Regions from separate parts of the Salmo salar genome. Here region 1 is linked to region 2. The links are chromatin contacts, called in public Hi-C maps. All regions are on one chromosome and are shown on one strand. The core of a region is the stretch at or near the end of the contact, and the rest is flanking DNA. Distances in the headings are between cores, read along the strand shown. Region 1 holds the start of LOC106589301 (ATP-dependent RNA helicase DHX8). Region 2 holds the start of LOC106589304 (thyroid hormone receptor alpha).

What was found. A called contact is a pair of places that touch in the nucleus more often than the background predicts.
Region 1: a Hi-C map of muscle shows a contact between it and region 2, with 4 times the contacts expected there. The contact joins the promoter of LOC106589301 here to the promoter of LOC106589304 in region 2. A contact is called at or near these places in 2 of 3 Hi-C or Micro-C datasets (gill and muscle).

Annotation. Positions count from the first base shown.
Region 1 is chrssa28:2,256,440-2,262,268 of Ssal_v3.1, forward strand. LOC106589301 (ATP-dependent RNA helicase DHX8) reads left to right here and starts at 1,894. Exons shown (of 23, transcript XM_014179091.2): 1 at 1,894-2,455; 2 at 2,899-2,984; 3 at 3,080-3,149; 4 at 3,299-3,387; 5 at 3,508-3,605; 6 at 3,728-4,036; 7 at 4,154-4,298; 8 at 4,415-4,618; 9 at 4,710-4,797. The coding sequence starts at 2,347. LOC106589300 (ATP-dependent RNA helicase DHX8) reads left to right here. Exons shown (of 22, transcript XM_014179090.2): 19 at 78-206; 20 at 420-616; 21 at 726-905; 22 at 1,041-1,594. The coding sequence ends at 1,260.
Region 2 is chrssa28:2,019,525-2,025,435 of Ssal_v3.1, forward strand. It overlaps LOC106589304 (thyroid hormone receptor alpha), which reads left to right and starts at 1,971. Exons shown (of 10, transcript XM_014179099.2): 1 at 1,971-2,462.

The sequences.
Region 1 (5,829 bases), core at 644-3,143, 240 kb after region 2:
CCAAAAAAGGAGACTATTGTTAAGAAAGGCAAAAGTGAGGATTAATTACCAATTCATTATTTCCATCGCTCTGTCAGATGGCTGAGTTCCCTCTGGAGCCCATGCTGTGTAAGATGCTGATCATGTCCGTCCACCTGGGCTGCAGTGAGGAGATGCTCACCATCGTCTCCATGCTGTCTGTGCAGAACGTCTTCTACAGGCCCAAGGTACGGCAAATCACAAGACTCATAAACACTGAAATTAGGGTCGTATCACTCCTCTGGGTATCCTGATAAGATATTCTTTCTTTTCTTCTTTGCAGCACAGTTCAATGTTGTGTTGAGGTTTACCATTATGGTTGGAGAGCTCAATGAGGCAGTTATATGGTGTGCCATTGTTGATCATTTGATGACTAACAGTCCTTTTATTCTGTGTCTCAGGACAAGCAGGCGCTGGCTGACCAGAAGAAGGCCAAGTTCCACCAGGCCGAGGGAGACCACCTTACTCTGTTGGCTGTCTATAACTCCTGGAAGAACAACAAGTTCTCCAACCCCTGGTGCTACGAGAACTTCATCCAGGCCCGTTCCTTGCGCAGAGCCCAGGATATCCGCAAACAGATGCTGGGTATCATGGACAGGTAGGTTCCACTGTCCATTTGATGATCAAGGTAATTGTATATCTGGTAAAGAAACCTCACTTACTAGAAATCTTCTCACACAAATCCAAAAACGTTTACCTCTTTTCAGACATAAACTGGATGTGGTGACTTGTGGAAAGGCCACAGTGCGTGTGCAGAAGGCCATCTGCAGTGGTTTCTTCCGGAACGCAGCCAAAAAGGATCCCCAGGAGGGCTACCGTACCCTCATTGACCAGCAGGTGGTGTACATCCACCCCTCCAGTGCCCTGTTCAACCGCCAGCCTGAGTGGTGAGTCAACTCTCCTTTTTGATTACCATGGGGACTAATAGATTAGTCACTAGTGTACATTGAATGTCAACTGGTACTGAGCCATTCTGGACATCCTTTTCCTCTTGCCTGATCCTCTTATTCCTCTCTCCACAGGGTGGTGTACCATGAGTTGGTGCTGACTACTAAGGAGTACATGAGGGAGGTGACCACCATTGACCCACGCTGGCTGGTAGAGTTCTCGCCGGCCTTTTTCAAAGTGTCAGACCCCACACGCCTCAGCAAACAGAAGAAGCAGCAGCGCCTTGAGCCCCTCTACAACCGTTACGAAGAGCCCAACGCTTGGAGAATCTCCCGCGCCTTTCGGCGGCGCTAGAATGTGCATCCTTTATCGCAACACAGAAAGAGAGGGACACATTCCTATTTCAGCTGGTTGAGAAATACCATGGAGAGACATTGTCTGCCAACAGGCCTTGTTAGCTGTAACATGCGATTGATAAAGCTGGGTCATTATCGATTTGTTTTGGACATGTGTTATGTGTGCTCAGCTGTTTTCTATTAACTGCAATTCTATCATTTTGAGCTGAATTCTGGTAGGCTGAATTCTGTCTCTTGACCTGTATAGCAGTCAACTAGTAAAATGAGGTCATTGCTCTCCTGTCCTTATAGGCTTACCTGGGTAACATTAATAAAAATGTCTCATCCCCTGAGGAGAATCAATCTTATATTTGAGTATCATGGACAATGAAACATGTTTGTTTTACTTGAATGTCACATCTGACCTGTGTGTGAACTTCTGAAAAATGATCAATTCAATAGGAAGGGGACTGGGCAGTAATTTGACAAGTCAGTGAACGTCTTTGTTTTAAAAGCACAGTGCTCTGAGACAGTTTGTCTTTTATAGTAGGCTGTCTTTTTATACCAGGATGGAACTTAATACTTGGTTTAGCTTTGAGTGATTGCTTTACTGTGCTAGTGTAATCCTAACATTTTCTGCACTTGTATAGTTCTCTTTTTGTTGCTAATGTTTAATTTAGAAATGTTTTATTGACAGCCACACTGGAGACCACAATGTCAGTTTTGGGGCTCCTGAGTGGTGCAGCGGTATAAGGCATTGCATCTCAGTGCTAGAGGTGTCACTACAGACCCTGGTTCGATTCCAGGCTGTATCACAACCGGCCCGTGATTTACAGTCCCATAGGGCGGTGCACAATTGGCCCAGCGTCTTCCGGGTTAGGTGGTCATTGTAAATAAGAATTTGTTGTTAACTGACTTGCCTAGTTAAATAAAGGTTAAAAAAATTAACTTGGAGTTTAGATTGTCATATTGGCAATGAGTCTACCCCCACCTGCTGACCAATAAAATCATTACCCGGAAGTGTGGTCTAAGTTCGAAGTTCATAACGTAACGTGCGTGTTACCAATGCCTGCGTTTTCTGAAAACAAAACAAACACTGGACACAATGGCAGACTTTGGAGTTGAGGAGCTTAAGCGGCTTGAATACCTGTCTTTGGTGTCCAAAGTGTGCACAGAACTTGACAACCATCTTGGTATTTGCGAGAAAGATCTTGGCAAGTTGAATAAACACACACTACTTTTGTCACCCCACATTTGGAATAATCTTACTAGCTTGCTGCTAAGCTAGCTATCTTAGCTACCTTTAGTTTTAGCTAGCTAACGTTAATAATTTTACTCCAGTGTTTGACAACCAGAATCCCGATTGTAAAACGTATTTTTTTAGTCATAACGTTATCTATTGTACAGGAGATGGTTACTTTGCCTTGAAAGTGTGGTGGGTGGTCTGGACCCCATAACATGTTTAAGTATTTGACATTTCCCCGAGTTCCATAAAAGCTAGCTAGTTTAGTTTCATGTGAGCATTCTTGGCAAAACAAGTAAAAAGAATTTGCTGTTACTCAGTTATTTATGATAGAGGCATAGTTATCTTAAGAGAATAGAGTTGGCTAGCATTTTTCTCTCTGCTGAATTTGATTATTCTTGCTGTCTCTTTTAGCTGAGTTTGTCATCTGCCTTGCTGAAAAGCAACCAACATTTGATGGCTTCAAATCACTTCTGCTGAAAAATGGAGCAGACTTCACAGTAAGTGTGATAGTGTGATGTAGCTGTTTGATATGTTTAAAATTAGCCCGGTCATTCAATACACTTTCTGGTTTTGAATCCACTTTCTTTCATAGGATTCTCTCATCAGCAATTTGCTCAGACTTATTCAAACTATGCGGCCGTCAAAAGCATCTACAAGCAAAGGTTAGTTTATCATACTGTATATAACTCTGGTTAGTGTCGAATGCAGCTGATATCTTACATTCAAGTATGATTTATACAATGCTGATATACAATTTGATATACAGTATGTGATTATGTCATACTGAATCTCTTTAATTTTATGGCGGTAGCCTCTGAGCCTGTGGTCAAACAGAAGAGTGAGAAGGACAAACTGAAGGAGATGTTTCCTGGATTGTGCAGGCCAGACAATCCAGCTCCCGTAAGTCTCTCAGAAATTAGTACATACATAGTGGCTAAACAAGGCACTGCTATTACGTCCCACTCCACACACACAGCATATGGTTGTCAGTAGACCAATGCTCTCTAACAACACCCACAGATTCCGCTAGAAGACGATGATGTGAGGGTAGCAGATGCTGCCATGAAAGAATTGGAGATGTTCATGCCCAGTGTCAGTGGAACAAACTCAACGAGCAGGTAAGGACATTTTGATAATTCACAGGGTTTGCAACAAAGTTTTACTGGTGCACTATGAATAGCAAAACCCTGAATTGGATGAAAAATAGGTATTTTTTACATTTATATGGCTCTTGTTTTAGGTTGGACAACAAAAGGCAGCGAAGCAGAAGTCGGAGCCAAGACAGAGACAGGAAGAGACGCTCACGCTCTCCGTCTTGCGACCGTGAGAGGGACAGAGACTTCAAACGCGGTCGAAAACGTGTTTCCCGCTGGAGTGATCGCAGTCCGAGCCCCTCCAGGGATCGAGACATTGAGGTTGGTTCTGACCGCTGTAAGGACAAACACGTGGACCGGCCTCCACCAGAAGAGCCTGCTGTAGGGGACATATTCAATGGCAAAGTCACCAGTATCCTGCAGTTTGGCTGCTTCGTGCAACTGGAGGGACTGAGGTCAGTTAAGAGAATTGGAAAATATCGAAAGCATGTATCCAACACGTTCTGTCTCTTACGGTGATCCAATGTTTTGAAAACCCGATGTTGAAAACCTTTTCTTGTTTTTCATTGTAGGAAACGCTGGGAGGGGTTGGTCCACATCTCTGAGCTACGCAAAGAGGGACGTGTTGCCAATGTGGCTGATGTGGTCCAGAAAGGTCAACGAGTCAAGATCAAGGTGCTGTCCTTCACTGGCTCCAAGACCAGTCTCAGCATGAAGGTAAGACGGCAACACAGAGCAGGAATGAATTCAAAGCCTACTGCCCTTTGGTAAGCATGATGAAGGACATGAAGCTAAATTAAATTATAACTGAAACTTATACTCTTGGTTGCCAGGATGTAGACCAGGAAACGGGGGAGGACCTGAACCCCAACAGGAGGAGGAACCAGGGCCCTGATGGTGGGGAGGAGAAAATCATGAGGAACCCCGACCGCCCAACCAACCTCAACCTGGGTCACGCCCCTGAGTTGGAGGATGACACACTGGAGCGCAAGAGACTGACCAAGATATCAGACCTTGAGAAGTGGGAGATCAACCAGGTATGTGTACACATGTAGGGTTCATCAAGACATCTTGGCTCATTTTGTTAGTGTGATGTTGATCTATACATGGTATTTTTCCTGTCCTCAGATGATTGCTGCTAATGTTCTTTCTAAAGAGGAGTTCCCTGACTTTGACGAGGAGACGGGTATCCTCCCAAAAATTGATGATGAAGAAGGTAACATTTTAGCATGTTTTTTTATCTACTGAAAGCATTATGGGTGTAATGATTCATCGATACAGATCGGAATCCGGTTCAATTGTTTATTTAGATGCATCGGTCAAAAACAATCCAAATGTAACATGAATCAGTCAGAAAATCTATTGAAAGTTACAACCGCCGGTTCACTAATGTTTTTATTAATTGTACTTTCTTTCTACCTTATGAAAACACTTCTCATCTTTTGGGATGTGTCCCCAAACTGTGTACGTTTTTGACAAACTCCCTAGTCCCTGCCAGTGACCAGCATACCCATAACATGATGCTGCCACTACAATAATTGTAAATACAGAAGATCAACAACATTGCATTCACTCCATATTACTGGTTTGAATGAAAAATGTAAAAGAAGGAAGCCTGTGTTAAAAAATACACATAAAATCCCCCATTCTGTTTGCAATAAGGCCGTTAAGTAATACTCAGCGATTAACAAACATTTCTGTTATTTTGTGTTTTTTAAACAACTAAATGACCGACGTCGGTTCAATTATTTGAATTCCATTTCGTTCAGGTTTTTTCCATGAGTTCAATGCGCACATTGCAAAGTTTCTCCACAGAGTTTCTAAACCCAGAGGCGCAACATCATGAGGCTTCCGGAAAAGCTTGTGAAGCAGACCAAGAAGACCAGGCTGCGGTTTGGGTTTTGACAAGTCAATGAGAGAAGTGAAATATTCTTCCTTAGTTGTTAATTTTCTCGAACTCTAAAGGCACAAGAGATTCGAACCAATGTCTTAAGTAGTTGAACATGTTATTACTCCAACCTCGTGGTAGTGACAAACTGACACGTTTTCAATTCCGTCAAAAAACTACTTTATATCGAAGGTGTGCCTTTGATTTGACGGCCTGCACATGCCCAGTTTGGCGTGACCAGATGTCATGTTTCTACGCGTGAGCTTAGCTAGCCAACGTCGCCATGACATTGCCTACATGTGTGATCTATTGGAGAAGCAGTTTCAGCCTGTCTTCATACTGTACTTTCTTTGGTTTCTC
Region 2 (5,911 bases), core at 721-3,220:
CTTTGGCAGCATACAGCTTATCATCATGCATCATGATTTCTCAAACCCAGCGTCATTTAATGGGTGAGTTATCTCTAATAGCAGAAATATCATAATGTTTACTGTATATGAGTTCTTAACACCTTGGAAAGGGTCCATAGCCTAGTAGGCTACTGATGGAAATATCTGCAGTCAGCCATGATAGGAATGTTAGTGTGCTAGAGGGTGATTATTCAGACTGAATGGAAGCGAGAGTTAGGTTTTACCACGTCACCTTAGAATGACGCAAGGAACAGTTGGAGTTTTCCTCATTGGGGTCATGGTAAAATACATGTTTGAGGTTTTTAAATAAAATCCTTATTTAAGATAGCTAGTTTGTAACATGTGGACCTCTCCTTACTGATACCATATGACAGAAAATGCAATCCACTCCCATATTGCTCTTGGATATGAACCAAACTTCTGCTTTGCAGACAGGCGTTCTCACATTATAAATTTGAAAAATAAACTCGCTATCTGCAGAGTATTAACATTGACTAATTGTTGAGCCCTGTATCCAAATCCTCCTTCAGTTTTCAGTCCAAAATATTTTTTGGTCTATAGGCATAATACAGTAGGTAGGCCTATCTTAGATGTGTAGGTTTTCAGGGTGGATACAAAACTGCTGTAAGCTATAGAATACATTGAAGGTCAGTGGTGGAAAAACTACCCGCATGTCATTGTCACGTCCTGACCATAGCAAGATGTTATTTTCTATGGTAGAGTAGGTCAGGGTGTGACAGGGGGTGTTTTTCTATGTTTTGTATTTCTATGTTCATGTTCTAGTTTTGTATTTCTATGTTGGTTTTGTTTGGGATGATCTCCAATTAGAGGCAGCTGGTCCTCGTTGTCTCTAATTGGAGATCATACTTAAGTAGGGGTTTTTTTTCCACCTGGGTTTGTGGGAGATTAGTTTTGAGTGGTGTCTGTTTCACCTCTGCGTCACGTTTTTTTTTTGGTCATTCAAGTTTATTTATGTGTTGCATAGTTTCACAGTATAAATAAAATGTGGAACGACACACACGCTGCACTTTGGTCCGCTCATTCCTACGACAACCGTGACAGTCATACTTCAGTAAAAGTAAAGATACCTTCATAGAAAATGACTCAAGTGAAAGTCACCCAGTAAAATACTACTTGAGTAAAAGTAGTTGCTTTTAAATATACTTAAGTATCAAAGGTAAATGTAATTGCTAAAATATACTTAAGTATCAAAAGTTAAAGTAAAAGTATAAATTATTTCAAAAATCTTATATTAAACAAACCAGACAGTACCATTTTCTTGTTATTTAAAAAAAAGTATAGTCAGGGGCACACTCCAACACTCAGACATCTTTATAAACAAAGCATGTGTGTTTAGTGAGTCCGCCAGATCAGAGGCAGTAGGGATGACCAGGGATGTACTCTTGATAAGTGCGTGAATTTGACAATTTTCCTGTCCTGCTAAGCATTCAACATGTAACAGTACTTTAGGGTGTCAGGGAAAATGTATGGAGTAAAAAGTACATTATTTTCTTTAGGAATGTAGTAAAGTAAAACGTGACAAAAAATATAGACAGTAAAGTAAAGTACAGATACCTCAAAAAACACTTAAGTGGCACTTTAAAGTATTTTCCCTAAGTACTTTACACGACTGTTGAAGGTTTAACACAATAATTATTAAGCATAGCCTATAGTAAGAATTGTTGTATTCATGTTTTCCTCACGTATGCTTAATGTATGATAGTGTTTATTGTTGTATGTTTGGAAATTGTTATGTTGTATTATAGAGAAAAAGCTCCTGATCCTCACCTCATCTTCAGGTAACAAGGTTAGAGGTCTTTCTAATTCCGAAGGGAGGAGGTGGAGCGCATCTTCAGCAGACCTTTATAAGGACGAGGATAACGCGCCGCGCCAGACACGTGTGGATGCCAAGGGATGCTCAACATCTCGGAACCACATTCATTTCTATTCAGTCTGATGGCGTCATATTCAAAACAAGTTTGCTATTTTTTAATGTCGTTTTTATCAAAGAAGGCAGATGTGTTTGTAATTTACAGTGGTATTCCTGTAGAGAGCGGTAGATCGTTTTCTAAAAAATGGTTTTATGCTCGCCCCATACTGTATACATAAGCGGAGGGAAGAGAAATCCTAGCAGTTCTCTTGATTCAATTTCACAGTCGAAACGATACTGGAGCACTTTTTTTTGCACACACCTAAAGGCAAATCCCAAATAACGAGCACCTAGCGACTTTGTTTAAGTGCAATAGAGGAACTGTACGAGACAGTTTGCCCGTACGCGGTGCGTTGCGGAGGGATTTAGATAGGAAAAACCCAGTGTTGTGCAGTTGCATTCCCTACCACTTCACTTGCGCTGGATACCGGGAGGCTTTGACTTTTTTTCATCCCAGCTTCTGTCTCAAAACAACCGTATTCTCGTCTAAATCAGCGGAAGAACCTGACGGGTGAGTCTCATTGGCGCATACTTGCTTCCAAACGTGTACTACCCACCTTGCATGTTGCATTTGTGCGTATTCATCTGTCCAAGCTAGGCACTGTAGTAGCTGCATGGTTTGACAGATCAGCAGCACTATGTAGGCTACAGTATAGCTTTAGTTTGGCCTCCTAAAGTTTGGTTGCTAAAATATAATCCGCCGCAATTAGGCTTCTGTTAGTGTTTTCATTGTGGATGCAGTTGTGTCAATGTAGATAGTCAGTGTGCAATGTGTTCACATTGTCCATTGAGGGGCCTAATTTGGATTTATGATACTGCACACAAGCACGCGCACGTATGTGCGTCTTTGTCTATTAGTGTGTAGGCTATGTGGTGTGTCTTTTTGTGTAGGAGGTTCAAATATTATTTGGGCATAAAATTAGACAGTAAATGTCATATTGTTCAAAGCTGTTGTGGGTATGTGTGTAACACATTTGCAGAAAATACTTTAGATTAATTTATATTGACTCTGTCAACTTCCAAGGGTTACAGTTCAAATTACACATCACATTTGCTACGATACTGCAGAATGAAAGTGATAATTATAGGCCTATAACTACATTAATATTGATACGATAATACAATTTTCCGTCTGACTCGCATAGTGCATAATGATACAATATTGGCCTGAAAAATGTAATGGAACACATGACAGTTATGCACAGCCATATCATTTAGCCTTGTTTAGGAAATTCACGAGTTACTGTGTAATGTTAATAGCTTGGTACAATGCTACGTACTATTCTATTGTAATAAATGTGTTGTACGTCTTTTTTCTTAGCCCTGTCAAACAGCAATGACCCTTAAATGTTCTTTAAAGGAATTTCTCCTCTATCTTTCCATAGCACTTTTACATCTGCCATACTATGGACCCATATTTCAATTCTGACAGCTATATTACAATGGCTCAGGTTTTTATATTCAAAGCACATTCAGCGCATGTCCTCTCTCTGGCTAGAATGTTGAAGTTCTTGATCTTCAAAGACTTCAATTACCAATGGAAGGCTTTTGTTTTGTGCTGATTCAAATGGACAACTCGAAGAAAGAATGCCCTTTCTTTTGACATTGTCAGGATGCAAGCAAGACGACCTCCCAAGTCGTTTTCTCGGGGATAGCCTACTGATAGCTGTTTTCATTCGTGAGGAAGATATTTTTCCCTAGCTTCATGATAAAACCTAACACAGCGAGCCCTTGGCTTTCATCCAGATTTCCACCTATACAGTACATCAATCATTACCTACTTGTTTAAAACCCTGTGTTACTTGCCTCTGTTGATTATTAGCCTTGGTCAAATCAGACATTACACCATAAACATTTTTCTGAAAGCATACTCTTACAAATAAACCCAATTGTGAGCTTTGGAAAGCATCTGTAATCACATTTTACCGCTTGTGTACAGTAACTCAGCCTCCTACATTTTGAGTTCCATCACAAACAAATGAATGCACTAATGTGTACAGTACATGGTCTATTACATGTGTATTAGTGCATACTGTTTATGTTTGGCATGGGGGAATATCAGTAGGCATAAGGGATGAATAAGAGAGAAAGAGAGCGGTATTGGCCAGTGGAGCATTCATTCTGTAGCCCTATGTGACCTGCTCCCCTCTGTGTGTGTGTGTGTGTGTGTGTGTGTGTGTGTGTGTGTGTCTGTACAGTGTGTGTGTGTGTGTATTTGAGATGGCTGGCAGGCTGGCCCTCTTCAGGGGTGCTGAGGTGACCTTCTTCAGCCTCTCCCAGCTTATTTTTGTCTACAGTACTGTATATGTCTCTGTCTCTCTCTTTTGGTTTCTCTCTCTGTCTCTCTGACTCTCTCTCTCGCTCTCTCTCTCTCTCTCTCTCTCTGTATGGGGCAGTGGTGCTGAAAGCTTAGAAAAAGTTCAGTTATATAAGCAGGCTATGCAGTGCAGCCGATGTCCTGATCTGAATCCACTGTAGTATGATGTAAGAGAGAGCAGAAAAGAGCAGAGCAGAGGAGCCTAGAGAGAGACAGGGGCATGTTGGGTAGTCAAACATGTCGAACCCTTTCCTGAACACTCTAGGGCTTGGCTGAGAGTGGGCAATGGGGCCAGACTTGGAATTCGACCAGATTTCATTAGTGTCTTACTTATACAATATTGACTGAGACTGGACAATGTACTGTCTATGAGAATGATGTATTTGGTTCCAATGTTCTTAGCATTGACAGTGAATGGTTTTAATGTTGGCTGACTTGACTTGAATACAGAGTTAGTCATACAACACATGCCCCCGAAGCACTCTCTGCTCATGTCTATGATTAATTCGATTATATCACCCCTTATGCCATGCGCTCACAGGTTGCTCTCACAGTCTCCGTTCAGAAAAGCGCAGGCACACAATGCCATCAGCTGATCTGCATGTTTTTGCTCTGCTGGGAACATTGACAGTATTTGGGGCACGTTGTCTTTTTGAATGTCAGACAACATTTCTAAGCTGGATAAACCTATATCAAAGTCCATTTGATTGATAGCTTCGGATGAAGGGAGAAATGGTCCCATAGATGTGAGCGGATAACATTTTTGATTGTTTGACTGGTTATTGGTCATTTAAAAAAAAATGGAACTAGGCAAGTCAGGTAAGAATAACAAATTCTTATTTACAATGAAGGCCTACCCCAGCCAAACCTTAATCCGGACAACGCTGGGCCAATTGTGCGCCGCCCTAGAGGACTGCTATATTGTAATTACTTCGCCACCATGGCCTATTTATTGCATTAACTTACCTCATTTGCACTCACTGTATATAGACATTTTGTTTTCTTTTGTTCTACTGTATTATTAATTGTATGTTTTGTAGAGGTCGACAGATTATGATTTTTCAACGCCGATACCGATACCGATAATTGGAGGACCAAAAAAAGCCGATACTGATTCATCGGCAGATTTTTTACAATTTTATTTATTTGTAATGATGACAATTACAACAATACTGAATGAACACTTATTTTAACTTAATATAATACATCAATAAAATCAATTTAGCCTCAAATAAATGATGAAACATATTCAATTTGGTTTAAATAATGCAAAAACAAAGTGTTGGAGAAGAAAGTAAAAGTGCAATATGTGCCATGTAAGAAAGCTAACGTTTAAGTGCCTTGCTCAGAACATGGGAACATATGAAAGCTGGTGGTTCCTTTTAACATGAGTCTTCAATATTCCCAGGTAAGAAGTTTTAGGTTGTAGTTATTATAGGAATTATAGGACTATTTCTCTCTATACGATTTGTATTTCATATACCTTTGACTATTGGATGTTCTTATAGGCACTTTAGTATTGCCAGTGTAACAGTATAGCTTCCGTCCCTCTCCTCGCTCCTACCTGGGCTCGAACCAGGAACACATCGACAACAGCCACCCTCGAAGCAGCGTTACCCATGCAGAGCAAGGGGAACAACTAC